2 separate regions of the Pan troglodytes genome follow, and region 2 is linked to region 1. A link is a contact called in public HiChIP or PLAC-seq data. All regions are on one chromosome and are shown on one strand. The core of a region is the stretch at or near the end of the contact, and the rest is flanking DNA. Distances in the headings are between cores, read along the strand shown. Region 1 holds the start of CABLES2 (Cdk5 and Abl enzyme substrate 2). Region 2 holds the start of OGFR (opioid growth factor receptor).

What was found. HiChIP or PLAC-seq counts read pairs in DNA pulled down with a chosen protein or histone mark.
Region 2: a contact with region 1 is called in an H3K4me3 HiChIP or PLAC-seq map of stem cell-derived excitatory neurons, with 9 times the contacts expected there. The contact joins the promoter of OGFR here to the promoter of CABLES2 in region 1. A contact is called at or near these places in 1 of 7 Hi-C or Micro-C datasets (induced pluripotent stem cells) and 1 of 1 datasets of contacts at active chromatin or transcription factors (stem cell-derived excitatory neurons).

The regions. Positions count from the first base shown.
Region 1 is chr21:68,717,673-68,724,613 of NHGRI_mPanTro3-v2.0_pri, reverse strand. It overlaps CABLES2 (Cdk5 and Abl enzyme substrate 2), which reads left to right and starts at 2,996. Exons shown (of 10, transcript XM_024352053.3): 1 at 2,996-3,395. The coding sequence starts at 3,025. It overlaps RBBP8NL (RBBP8 N-terminal like), which reads left to right. Exons shown (of 15, transcript NM_001280338.1): 15 at 1-70.
Region 2 is chr21:69,124,995-69,131,935 of NHGRI_mPanTro3-v2.0_pri, reverse strand. It overlaps OGFR (opioid growth factor receptor), which reads right to left and starts at 3,486. Exons shown (of 7, transcript XM_016938265.4): 1 at 3,214-3,486; 2 at 672-740; 3 at 1-37. The coding sequence starts at 3,381. It overlaps LOC104003646 (a long non-coding RNA gene), which reads left to right and starts at 2,667. Exons shown (of 3, transcript XR_676346.5): 1 at 2,667-2,786; 2 at 6,112-6,206.

The sequences.
Region 1 (6,941 bases), core at 1,747-4,246:
ACGGTGGGCGGCAGCACCCTCGCAGACCGGGTCCCCTGAGTGACGGAGAATAAACACTTGAAGAACCGTGCATGTGTCTGGCAGGGCCCCAGGACACCACTGACTGTGCCAGGGACTGGAGGTCACCCCCTTGCGGGAGGGCAGAATAAAACCAGCTCCTCTGCAGAGTCTGCAGTGGGAAGGGACCAGGGCACCCTCGGGGAAGTGCCTGGCAACAGCGGTGGCCGTGTGCACCTGCCCCTCCTCACTAGTCCCTGGCCTGGCAGCCACAGGGCAGCTCGCCAGGACTCCACCGGGAGCACTCAAGGCTGTCTGCTCCTCGGGGGAGGATGAGTATCAGTCCCTCCCAGCTTTGTGGGAGGAGCTTAAGAAACAGATTCTTGGGCCCAACCCCGGATTCACTGAACCAGGACTTTAGAGGTGGGCCTGGAGTCTGTGTTTTAAGAAGCTCCCAGAGGTAATTCTCCTAAATGTGAAGTTTGAGAACTGCCCCTTACAGGGCAGAGACACTGGGCACTGACACCTCTGCTGGGCATCAGGGAGTGGTGGGCAAAGGAGCAATGGCACCAAGTCATGGCCAGTGTTGGGGGACGGGGAGGAGAGCAGGTGTCCCTGGGAGGTCAAGGCAGGTGGCACCTGCAACCCGAATTTGGGTTCTGAGGGATGAACAGGAGTGTGCCAAGTAGGCAAGGAGCTAGGATGTTCTGGGAAGTTTGCTGAGACCCCAACTCTAGAAAAATGGACAAGGATCAGGCAGAAAGGAAAGGTGGGGGCCACGGAGGGGTGCCAGGGCAAGGAGGAAACTAAGAAGTCAGCCCAAGGGCCAGGCCTGCAGTCAGGAGCATCCAGACAGAGCCCTGCGCTTGACACCTGCTCAGAGTTCAGGGTGAGAGCCAAAGAAAATAAGGAGCGAAACTCATGAGCAGGGCCCTCTGCAGCCAAAGCACCAAGGTGAGCTGGGCATTTAAAACCACGCATCACAGGGATGGCAGGACACGGGCCAACGACTGGGCTGGGTGAGGCCTGGGCCAGACTGGGGTACGGGCCTGACTCAGGGGGCACTGCCTCCCACCTGCAGCCTGTGACATGTCTGCCTGTTGTCCTGAGAGGCCAGAGGGACTGAACTCCCAAGAGGGAAGTCCAGGTGTGTTAAAGGTTGCTTTAATTTCTCCAGAATCACACGAAACAAAAGCCATGTGTTCCCTACACACCGCCTGCAGGCCAGGTTGGCTTTTGGCCACCCATCGACACCCTGGGGAGGGGAGAAGACTGGCAGCGGGAGCCTAGCAAGGGGGTTCACCAGACCCAGGAAGAGACCCTGTTCCTTCCTCAGCATTCCTCCTTGTCCCTCAAAGTCTAGCTTAGCGCCAGCAAAGAAGAACTGGCTAGGGGCCCCCCCTACTGCACAGCCGATCGCCAGGGCCTGGCGCTGCAGCCAGCACGGACAGCTGCCTCCTGCCTCCTGCCCTCCACCCTCACTCGCCCCTTTCCGTTCTCATCTGACACCAGATTCTCTGCAAGCTGCTGGTGTATGGCCCACCCTCCCCTGTCAGGCCCCTCCTCCTGGTGATAGCCAGCAGGGATGGAGGGCCCACTGTGTGCCTGCCCCAGCCTCAGCACCCTACAGCGCTGGACACACTCACTCCCTGCTCACGGGAGCCCCCAGGCACACAAGTCAGCACCCCATTCTGTGGATCCAGAATCCGCAGCCACCCCTCTGCTGTGCCACCCAGCCCCGCATTCTCCTAGACAGGACAGCTGCCCATCTTCCCCTAGGCCTGGCAGAGGCCTTGGAGGCCAACTTGGAAGGGCGGAGGGAAAGGAAATGGAGGTGCTGCATGCTGCGTGAGCCCCAGTGGTGGCCCGTGAAGGCCCACGGGAGGGAGCAGGCAGGCAGGAGGTGGGTAGGGGCCTGAAGGGCAGGGGCCCATGCTAGGGGTGGTGATGAAGACCCTGTCTTGCCCACTCGCCCACTGCCTTGTTGGCCATCATGCTGCCTCCCCACACACCAGGTGCTCCTAGGGCCAGCGCTGTGCCTGTCGGTCCCACCGGGTCCCCAGCACCCAGCACAGGAGAGGCTGGGTGCATGCGGGCAGGTGCGGGGTACTGCAGCGCATTCGCGGGCTGACCATTGCATGTGCCTGGCCTCCAGCCACAGCCCGACCCCCTCACTGAGCCAGTTTCATCCTGACAGTACCCTGAGGCTGAAATCATTGTCCCCTCTTTAAAGATACGTAAACCCATGAAAGAAAGCTGGACAGAGCAGGCAGGTGGCACGGAGGCGGGTGCAAGGTCCTGAGTCCCTCCACAAAGATACAGCGGGTTCCCCTCCAGACTGCAGACAGGCTCCCGGGCTCCAGAGGCAGGCCCTGACCATCCCGGTGCCACCGGCTCACAGGTTCTGAAGTCAGGGGCACCCGGGCACAGAGAGGAAACAGGCCTGGGCACAAGGCAGGCTCAAGGTCACTTTGCTACTGCAGGAAGTGCAGGACTCTGCCCGGGGCTTTGATCCCAAGCAGGTGCCTTCTCCACTCAGACCCTCGGTCCCTTCTGTCAATGAAGGAGGCCAGATGGCACGCGGGCCCTTCCGGGAAGCGGTGGGGCTCCTCCAGGGGCCGCCCTGCGCCCGCTGAAGCGCCGCCCAGACACACCTCCGGACAGGGAAGTGTGCTGGGGCCTCACCCACGCCGCCCTGGGTCCGGAGCCTTAAAATGCGCGCTCGATGGAGGCCATCCGCGAAGGCCGCCATACAGCAAAGGGAACAGAAAGCGGGAGCCCCGCGGCCGCAGGTCCCAAGACGGGGACTCGAACCGGCGGGGAGGCGCGCAGCTCCCGACTCCCTGCTGCTGCGCCCGACGGCCTCTAGGACCCAGGGGAGCGCCCTGAGCGCGGCACCTCGCTGGCCAATGGGAGAGCGCGACGGCGAGATATTTGCATGTGGGCGCGCCGCGGCCAATGGGCGGCGGGCGCGCGGGCGCGCGGGCAGGGGGCGGGGCGCTTCGCGGCGGCGGGCGCAGTCTGAGGATGGCCGCGGCCGCGGCCAGTGGAGCCCCGGGCCCGGCCCCTGGCTCCGCCGGGCCCCCGCCGCCCGCCGCGCCGACCTCGGCCGCTCGGGCCCCGCCGCAGGCGCTGCGGAGGCGCGGGGACTCGCGGCGCCGCCAGGCCGCGCTTTTCTTCCTCAACAACATCTCCCTGGACGGGCGGCCCCCGAGCCTGGGCCCGGGCGGAGAGAAGCCCCCGCCGCCGCCCGCCGAGGCCCGCGAACCGCCAGCGCCGCCGCCGCCGGAGCCCCCCACCGGCCTGCCCGGGCTGCCCGCCAGGACCCCCGCGCCCCAGGGCCTGCTCAGCCCCACGCAGGTGCCCACCGGCCTCGGCCTGGATGGGCAGCGCCAGAGGTGAGTGGGGGCCCGGCCAGGTCAGCCCAGGACGCGGGGTACAGGGACGGGGACGGGGGCCGGATCAGCCCAGGACTAGGGGTCAGGATTACTTGGGGCCTCATCATCCCAGGACAAGGGGGTCAGGTGACCTGGGGCCTTGTCAGCCCTGGACAGAGGCCAGGACAAAGGGGTTGGGTTCACCTGGAGCCTTGTCAGCCCTGGACAGAGGTTCAGGTGACCTGAGCCCCTATCAACCCAGGACACAGGGGTCAGGGTCAGTCTGGGGCCTCATCAGGCCAGGACAAAGGGGTCAGGTGACCTGGGCCCTCATCAGCCCAGGACACAGAGGTTGGGTTCACCTGGGACCTTGTCAGTCCTGGATACAGAACTGGGGGTTCCTGGGCTCGCTGAGGGTTTCCTCAGGCCCTGTCACCCCCCACACGTAGGGTTCATTGTCCCCTGAATTCTCCCAGCCCCTGAATACGGGGTCTGGATCTCCACGTTGTCAGTGCTCTGAAATGGGTTTTAGGGTTCACTCAGCCCTTATTACCCCTGAGACCCCCAGCCCTGTGGGTTCTGGACATGCCCCCACCCCCATCCACTGGTATCAGTGCCCGGGACACAGGGACACACGGACAGCCCTGTGCATCTCCTCACATTCTTTGAACCGGGCCACACCCTCCATGCCCACCTCCTCAGACCCAGCATGTGGGCCGGGGTCCTCCTGGCACTGTCACTGACACCTGTTCCCAGAGGCCCCTGCACAGCCACATCTCCCATCCCACAGCCACTGGTCTCTGGCACCCCTCCTCTCCCTGTCACTTCCCTGCTGAGCCCCGCCCTTCCCCACATCACTCTCAGCTCGGTATCTTTGGGCCTGTCACACCCTGGGTCTCCATTGGTCCCCCTGCCTTGATTCCATTTCTGGGAACCACCTCAGCCCATCCCAGGGCAACCCCAACCATGAGCCCTGCCTGTCCAGCGTGTGCCCCCTGCCCAGATGGCCCCTGGCTGCCCGACACCCTGTGTCCTTCTCCCAGAGACCACAGGCCCTGGGTGACCCTGCCTCCCACAGCCCTCACCTCCAGGAGTGACTGTGGGCTCTGGGCCCAGGACTGGCTGCTTGTTGCGGTTCCTTCTCAAAGGGAGCCACTGTCCACAGGTCCAAGTGCCTGCTGGGCGGCTGTTCCCAGAGGCAGCCCCTGCAGGTGTGCAGCGAAGGGGCCAACACAGAGCTCTTGGGTCAAGGCTGGCACGTGCTCCTTGCTTACCTGGAGGTCATCAGAGTTGCCCCACGCCCCTGGCCTTCGGGCAGGTGGAGGCATTGGGTTCCTCTAAGGTCTTTGGTTGGGGAAGTTTGGGCCCAGAACACAGCACTCTGTCCTCAAAGACTATGACGTCACATGCAGGTTGCGTCACACGCAGGTCGCGGTGCACTCTATCCTTGGAAGTGTTCCTGGCCGTAGCCAGGCTGAGGGTGCCTGCAGACCCAGGCCTGTCCACAAGATGTCCCCCCACGGACATGCCTGGCCGCTGCTCCAGGGAGGGTCAGAGGGGTGATTGGGGCAGAGGGATGGATTTGCCCAAATGTGGCAGCCAGGCCCCATGCATTTGGCATGGCCAGCTCCTTCAGGAAGGCGGGAGAGATGGAACAAGGTGGTGACTCTCCAGGGCAGAGCGGCAAGGCCCTAAGGTGTGGACTCCAAGGGAAGCGGGCTCACCCCAACGGGCCAAGCTCCGCAGGTGTGGTGGGCTTTTCCCTAACCCCGGGCCCTGCTGTTTGACATGGAAACAGCTTTCTTCCTCAGTCCTGCATGTGAGTGTCCAGAACCGGATGGTGACACCAGGCAGACTGGGTGCTGTCATAGGCCCTCCTTCCACAGAGTTCATGCACCCCTGTGTGCACCAGGCCTGGCGTGGAGTGGAGCCCACTTGAGTGGAGGGAGGCAGAGCGTGGCGACCCGCAGGGAAGTGCCTGTGACTGAGAAGGCACCCCCTGCAGGCCCAGAGCCTCCATGGTGACAGTTCTGAGCGCAGCATGCTGCCCAAGTGCAGCACATCCCTGCCCTGTGGGATTGTTAGAAGGTGCGCTGTGGCCGGCATCCCTGGGACAGAATGGGACGTGGCATGGGCTGGGTGCCTGCAGTCCTCCTGCTGTACCCACCATGGGCCCAAGCGCCACCACCCCTTGCCTCGCCCAGGGCTGTCTCCTCCCTTCCCTCCTCCTTGGCCCCCATGTCCCTGTTCAGGTCTTCCCTGAACCCCACTCTGTTCCTGGAGGGGGAGGCGTCCCTCCTGGGGCTCTGCTGCCAAGTTCGTGGTGCTGACCTTGTGTCTGAGGGCCATGGCCCCTCCCCTGATAGGCAGCCCCCAGCGTGAGGACGTCCATTTCTCCCTGCGTTCCCTGGGCCTGGCTGCTGATCGAGGGAAGGGTGGCTGCCCCAGCAAAAGGGGCTGCTAGCTCCTGGCTTGAGAGTTCTAGGATGAGTTGGTTTCAGGAAATGGAGAGAATTCTGAAAGTCCTGAAGGTAGCCCTGATGTTGGTCTTGTGAGTGTGGTGGTTTGACCTGGGCTCTGGGAACAGACTTGGCTTGGAATCCCAGCTGCACTGTTCAGTACCTCTGTGACCTTGAGCAGGTGACATGGCCTCTCTGAGCCTCAATCTCCTCTGAGAAGCGGGTTCACACTAAGCACTAAGCACGGCCTCCCTGAGGTCAGAGGTCAGATGCGTGCCCAGGGCTCGGTGAGGTATGTGGCAAGAGTCAGTGTGAGATGAGCAGAGCCTCTTTTTTTTTGAGACAGGGTCTCTCTCTGTCTCCCAGGCAGGAGTGCAGTGGCGCAATCACAGCTCACTGCAGCCTCTACCTCCTGGGCTCGAGTTATCCTCCTGCCTCAGCCTCCCAGTAGCTGGAACTATAGGCACACACCACACCCTGCTAAGATGGGGTCTCACTATATTGTCTAGGCTGGTCTTAAACTCTGGCTCACGTGATCCGTCTTGGCCTCCCAAGTGCTGGGATTTCAGGTGGCAGCTGCCACACCCAGTCAAATGGAGCTTCCTGTTACAACAAGGCTGCTCAGGGAACAGTCACGTCTCCGTCCTAATACTTACTCTTTCCCAGGGAGGCTCAGCCTGTTGTGGCACTTTGTGTTGAACCAGTGAGTGAATCATTAGAATCCTTGTTTTCCTCATAGAACTTCCAACCAGGTTTATTTTCACTTTTAACTTTGCTGTTGCCTAATGCCCAAAAGCAAGTGGGAACTCTGGGCCTCCCCAGCTGGGTTTGAGCAGGTGCCGGGGTGCTCCGCCTGCAGCCTCCTCCCCGCCGCCCCCTCCTCCCAAACCCGGTGGCTTACGGCACCAGCGTGGCCTCTCCCAGCTCTGGAGGCCAGAAGCCCATCCTCAAGGTGTGGACAGACCCACGCTCCCTCTGCAGGCTCCAGGGAGGATTCTTCCTGCCTTTTCCCACTTCTGGTGGCTCCAGGCACTCCCGGGCTTGTGGCTCCAGTTTCTGCCTCCGCCTCCGTGCCGCACTGTTCTGCGTGTCTGTGTCTCCACATGGT
Region 2 (6,941 bases), core at 2,237-4,736, 410 kb before region 1:
TTGGCGTGTCCCCATTGCAGTCTCGTTCCACCAGATCCTGAAGAGCCAGAGAAAGGGGACAGCAAGGATCCATCAGACACAAGCTGCCCTGGGGCCCTCCGTGCCCTTCGGGGAGGCGCATCTGCAAACCTCCAGGCTGGCCCAATACCCCAAGAGCCCGCCTGGCTCCTCACTCTGCAGGTGGGGGCCATTCAGAGGACAGCAGCTGCCTCCAAGCCCCAGGGACCCCCCTTCCCCATTTCGCCAGCCAGGCCAGGCCTGGCAGGTCCCCTCCTCAGCACCCTGAAGTCAGCACAGGGGTTTCCGTGATTCAGGGGTGTGGAGGGTAATGGCTGAGGACAACCTGCAGGAGACAGGGCTGGCATGGGGGTGGGGTGCCGTGTGGGCGGTATCACGGACCCCACACGTGTGCATCACAAGGCTGGCACTATGGCCATGTTTGCAAGGCGACGGCGTGCTGAAGCTCAGAAAAGTAGGGGGATGCCCCCGGTCTCCCGGAGAGGGGAAGGGCAGGGCTCTGAATCTACACCAGGCTGTGCCCCAGGCAGGGTCCTGCCCAGAACTGTGGCCCTGGCACAGCAAGCCAGGCCGGCCTTCCAGTAGAACCTGGGACATTCTGCCTGAGAAGAGCAGCTGGCGGGAGGGTTGTGTGTCCTGGGGCAGGTACGTACCGGATAGTTGTGCCGATACCTACACATGTCCCTCGTGGCTCGCCAGTTTCGGGACCCTGTCATTCTGGACTGGGAAGAAAAGAGATGGGATTAGGACGCCCATGGGAGACCCCCAAGTGAGCCCCAACGTGGTGAGGGCTGCAGGGCCTGGGCCAGCTGCCAAAGAGCTGTCTTTAAAGGGTGGGGGTTTCATGGCTCCTACCTCTCATTCTCCTGCCCCGGCTCTTTTTTGGGGGTTCCCAGTGGGGCAGATTTGGGCCTCAGTAACGCATCCCAATACCCTGCACAGAACCAGAGAGGGCTGCGGGAGCCAGGTGGGGGCCTGCTCCTTCTCTAGGCCCCTTTGGGACTCCTGGCTTCCACCTTAGGGTGGCCCCTGGCTGACATGCACCTCCCCTGGGGTGTGGCCCTGACCCTCTCCTCCTCCTAGGCCTGCTGGCCACCTCCACCCTGGCTTTAGCCTCTGTTCTGTGCCCCTGGAGACTCCCCCTGCTTTGTACACTAAAGTCACCAGGCTGTGTTCTTGGGGGCAGTGGCCTCACCACCTGTAGCCCCAGAAGGGGACCCAGGTGCTTCTGGCAGGGTCTAATGAATGAATGCCCCTTCCCTGCCCAACCCCACGCCTCACTGGCCATGGTGAGGTCAGGCCCTGAGTCTCCAGCCTCCAGCCCTGTCTGGTGATGGCTTCTCAGCAAGATGTCAGGTCCCCTTGATGCCCCAAGCCCTTCAGCCCCCATCTCTGCAGGCCAAGCATCACGGGGCTGAGCAAAGGGCCGGAAGTACCTGGTGATGAGGATGCTGGGACACAGCCCTGACCTCGTGATGAGGGTAGGGGGCCTGGGGCTGGGCCTCGCTCGGTGGGTGGGGCAGGAATGGGCGTATTTGTCCAGGGCAACAATTGGGACCCAGGATCCTGGGGGAGTGCTAGAAGGGGGGTTGGGAGGCCCGGTCAGCCACTGTATCCCCTGGCTCCCTGCTGAGCTCCAGCTGGGACCTGGCGTTGCCTCTCTGCCTGATTTTTCTTTCTTATTTTTTTCCCCTCGAGATGGAGCTTCATGCAATCTCCACCTCCCAGGCAATCTCCACTCACTGCAACCTCCACTCACTGCAACCTCCACCTCCCAGGTTTAAGCGATTCTCCTGCTTCAATCTCTGGAGGAGCTGGGATTACAGGTGCCCATCACGCCTGGCTAATGTTGTATTTTTAGTAGAGACAACAGTTTCACCATGTTGGCCAGGCTAATCTTGGACTCCTGACCTCTGGTGATCCGACTGCCCAGGCCTCCGAAAGTGCTGGGATTACAGGCCTGAGCCACCGCCACCGATCTCTCGGCCTGATTTCTCAACAGGGCCGCTGGTGTGGTTCTCTCGCTCCGCCTGGTTATCAGTTTCTACTTCTCCTTCCTGGGGCCAGCAGGAGCCTCCCTGGGTCAGTTCTGGAGGCTGGGTCCTGACTGGATGTGGCCAGTCAGCCCACAGGTGCATACATGACACTGCCCAGGAAAAAGTGAAACAGCCCCGCCAGGGTCCAGCGCAGGCAGCTGGGGAGGCCTGAGGGGTCCAAAGGGGAAGGGGAGGGGCTTGTGGACAGAAGCCACAGCAGGAGGCAGAGGGAAGAGGTCAGGGGTCACAGGCGCCTGGCAGGATGATCAGGGCCTCTGAGCACCTCTTCAGGAGAGCGGCCTGAGGAACTCCAGTGAGGAAAGCCCGTCAAGAGCCCACCCAGGCGTCACACCGTCCTGTGGGACAGAGCCAGACCCCACCCCCCTGCCCAGCCTGCCTGGCCGCTGCCCTCCCGGCGACAGGGCCGAGCCCCTCCGTGCTCTCTCACTGCCCGCTCCACCATGGCCAGGCGCCAACGCAAACGGTGCTGGGTGCCAAGGGGAGAATCCATGCGGAGCCGTCGAGTTCCATGCACTTCCCGGCCCTCCACAACCCGGGCAGCTCAGCTGGAAGGACGCTCCCAGATAAATCCCAGCTCCCCGACGGGGGGCCGGACTGCGACAGTGTGGCGTTCCCAGCGCGGCAACAAAAGTAACCCCGGCGATGACAGGCGCCCGGCGGTAACAAAAGTAACACGCGGAGGCCCCGTCAGCCCGCCCCGGGCTCCCGCAGGTGCAGAAGCGAAGCCTCCCAGGCCAGACCCGGCCCGGGCCCCAGCCCCAGCCCCAGCCCCAGGCCGCGGGGCCTGCGCAGGGGCCGCCAGGAGGCCGAGGCGCGGGCCCGAGGCGGGAGGGGTTCCAGCAGGGGCGGCCACGGCGGCTGGGGGCGGGACGCGCCCGAGGCACCCCCGGGGGAAACGGCGCCCACACACGGTGGGGCCCGGGAGGCTCAGCTCCGCTGTCACCCACGCGCGGCCCCCGCACTTCCCCGCCAGGCCCTGGGGCTGGGGGTCGGCCGGTCTGGGGTGGGGTCCCCGGGGCTGCGGGGTCCCCAGGAGGCTCCAGGTGTCTCCGCCCGGGAGGGGGGGGGGTCTCCCGTCCACGCAGCCGGGCGGGGGGCGCCGGGGACCCCAGGCCTCTTCCGCGCCGCGGGGCCGCACCTGGAGCGAGCTGGGCCGCGCCGCCCGCGGCTGCTCCGATTCCTCGTCCTCGTCCTCGTCCCCTGTGTCCGCGTCCCTCGCGCCGGCGGCCTCGCCGTCCTCGTCCTCCGCGTCCTCCGCATCCTCCTCGTCCTCCTCCCAGGTGGAGTCGCAGTCGGGGTCGTCCATGCTCGGCGGCGGCGGGGCTCGCGCTGGAGGCGGAAGCGAAACCGAAAGCAGAGGAAGCGCGGGGGGCGGGCGGGGGGAGGGGACGGAGCGGCCCAGGCCCCGCCCGCGTCCGCGCGCAACGCCCCTCCCTCCCCGGGACGCCCGCCCCGCGCCCCACCCTCCCCCGAGAATCCCCCAACGTCCGCCCGGGAGGATGCCCCTCGCAGAACGCCCACCCCCACCCCACGACGCCCACCCGGGAGGATTCGCCCCACCCCGTCTCGCAAGGATGCCCGCCCTAGGAGATCCTCCCTCCCGAAAATGTCCCCAAAGCCTGGCCGCCCCCCAGAGGACGGTGTCCCCGGAAGATGAGCCGGGTACCTAGGAAGGATGTCTTCCAACGATGCCCTCCCAGCAGGATTCTCTCCCCGGAGGATGCCTGCCCCGCAGAGAATCCCCTCTTCCAGGAATATTTCTGTCCCCCAAGAGAAATCCCCCCAGAGGATGTCCCCATCAGAAGAATGTCCCTTGGAGGATAACCCCCGGAGGGGCCACGTGTCCACAGGGGCCTCTCTCCCTAAGCTGGGTGTGTAGGGGTCTCTGTCCTTCTGCTGCGAGCTGGGGGCCTTACTCAGCTCCTGGAAGCTGCTGGCGGACCCCTGTCCCTCCATAGGCAGTGCAAAGCACGGCCGTTTTCTTTTCGAAGCCACCAGGGGAGTCTTTCTCTCTAGGGTGCCGAGTCTTATATAACCAGGATGACATGGGCAAGCCGTGGCTTCCTTCAGCTTTGCTGCCATCTCTCAGTTGTAAGAAGGCACTTAGGGGAGAGGACCACACGAAGCCTGGGCCACCGGGAGGGTCACCCTGGGGACTGTTCAACACAGCTGATGCCAGTTCAGTGCCTCCTCAGGGCCCTCTCTCTAAGCACTGGCAGATATGGGGCAACACAAAGTCACTTTCACGTGCCATTTCCCAGCACCGCGGGTCCCTTGCTCATCCACCTTTGACATCTGCTGGCAGATACATGGCAAGGTTGGTGACCTCTTGAAATAAAAATCAGGAGTGGCCACTCCAGATAAATTTCTTCTGTAACTGCTATACCAATTCATTTCAAAACATTTAGGTAAAACTAAATCTGGATTTTGGACTTGGCCATGAGGATAGCTCCTGGCAGAGTTGTCCCTGTAATGATGGTGGTGGAAAGGTGGAGCGGGCCCCAGCCCAGCCCCTAGGGGACACTGCCATCTCCTAGCCCTGCAGGCCTGCTGGGCCTGGGAACTGGTGACATTCCTTGTACTGTGTGCCAGGGACAGCCGTGAACGGAAGTCTTCCAATCCTGGCCACAAGTACAGGTTAAGGACCCTCTGGGTGCTGGGCCCTAATCTTTGCTGACCTGTTGACCACTGTTAGCAGGTGCAGTCTCACCTGGCTGGAACCTGTGGACATGCGTCACACTTTCTTGAAACGACAGTGGTGATGCCCCGAAGTTCTGGGGCGCTGGACATTTCTGTAAATCAACTTAGGGCAGTGGCCAGGGCAGGTTTCCCGGGGAGCCTGAGTGAGCTGCCTGACCTCCTTGTTAGATGATTTACAGGTGGGATCTGGTTACAGCATCAGAATAGACTGTGAGGTGGAGTCGGGGGGCTCTGATGGGGACATTGATGGGTGCTGGGTGGTTGTATAGGGTTTGGGTGATCTGAGACTTGGGTGGTCAGGCTGCCCCCTCCACTGCCCCAGAAAACAGAAAGACAAGCATACTGGGTGCTGACAACATTGTTCTAAGGAGACAGCATTCCCGCTGCTACCTACTGTCAGCAGGACTATAGAACCACTTCCCTAAAAAGAGTATTAGAGACATTGCCCAACTTCTGTTTTACAAATATCACCACACCAAATTGCTTCTTTAGTTGCTTTTGTGTTGTGTGTGTGTGTGTGTGTGTGTGTGCAGAGCTCATCTCGGGGGCGTGCTAATCCGAGAAGTGCAGGAGCTGCTGTAGGGGACTGTGCAACAGAATTGCTTCTTCAGAGCATCCTCTGCAGTCCAGTGACGCCCCGTGTGGCACGGCATTCCAGAAGGGTTTGCTGTTGAGGCTGGGGAAAGGGGCTCTCTTTCTCTGTCACACTCTCTCTCTCTCACACACGCACACAGAGCTCCCAGGCACCCAGGAAGGGCAATGGTCTCTGCACATGCAGTGGGTGATGTGCCTGGAGCAGGCACTGCTCACAGCTAAGGAGCCCAGCAGAATTTTGTGTGGCTGGGAGCTTGGATTACAGCCTTCATATCTTCTCCAGGCAAGACCAGTGGCAGCCTCGTGATTTGGCCCAAGCGTGCCCTGTCCTCAATCAACCAGCCAAGCAGGGAGCCTCGCTGCCAGTGCCCTGCCGCTCACTATTTATTCGCTGCTATTTGGGGAGCAGTGGAGCCCAATTGCCTTTCCCAGTCACCCCTGGGTCGCCCTGGGTGGGCCAGGCAGGGGAGTTCAGATAACTCCCACTCTCAGCCTTCACTGAGTCCCCACCTGCAGCTGCCAGCCATAGAGAAAATGTCTCTGCGGCAGCAGGTGCTCTTGGGCCCTGGGTGTTCCAGGTATAGAGCCGCTGCTGAGGCTTCCAGGCTCAACATCAGCGGCAGCTTCTGACCCGTTCAGATCTTGTCCCGAGCGCACAGTGTACCACGTCTCGCCTCTACAGCAGCAGGCGCGTGAGCGTCCGTGCACGGGCCAGCCTCATGCCAGCTGTTTTCCTTTTCAGATTGGGGTTCAGTCGGCACCTTCTACATGACATGGTGGAGTGTGCATTACATAAAGCCCCCAGGTTACAGACAGGACCCCTGGGGCCAGGGGAGGGTAAGTACAGCGCTTACCAGGACTTGAGGCCACATCGCCCTTGCCCTGACACTTGTGAATTTGACCTGGTCATCCCACCTGCCAGCAGAGCATGAACTGGGCCTCCCCACAGGGAAGCCCAGAAGCCCCTGTGAGTCCATAAGGGCTGCGTGGCTCCTGACTTCAACCAGTCAGCCTCTGGTCCAGAAGGGAGGCCTGGGGCGGGGGCACGCTGCTCACCTGCCCGGTGGGCTTACTCTGTGGGCTCTCGCTTTCTCCTGGAAGTGCAGCAAAATGTTACAGTAATCGAGATGAGGCAGATTTATTAACTAGGCTTTCCCAGCACAATCTGAGGTCATCCGAGATGCGGTTTCAGATGGAGGTTTACAACAGTGAGCCTGGGTGGCGAGCAGGACTCCTCCTGGCCATCCCGTGACACCCCGTGTTAGTATTTGCCCCCCTTTGCCCTGCTGCTTCTGGACTGCCTAAGAGCCAGGCTGCTGTCCCGGACTGAGACTCCAGGACAGGACCTGGCACAAAGCCCTGACTGAGGCTGACCTAACAGGAGAGATCAGACGGGCAAGGGGGCACACTTGGGCAGCAAAGGGAGACCCCACCCTTCCCTGGCTGCAGGGCTGAGTATTTGTGGTGTGAGGGGAGGAATGCCAGGCGGGCTCAGTCCTTTGGTCTATGTGTGTGGGGCCCTCCAGGTGCCTGCTCTTTGTGGCAGGCTGTTACTGCAGGGCTGTGGATTTG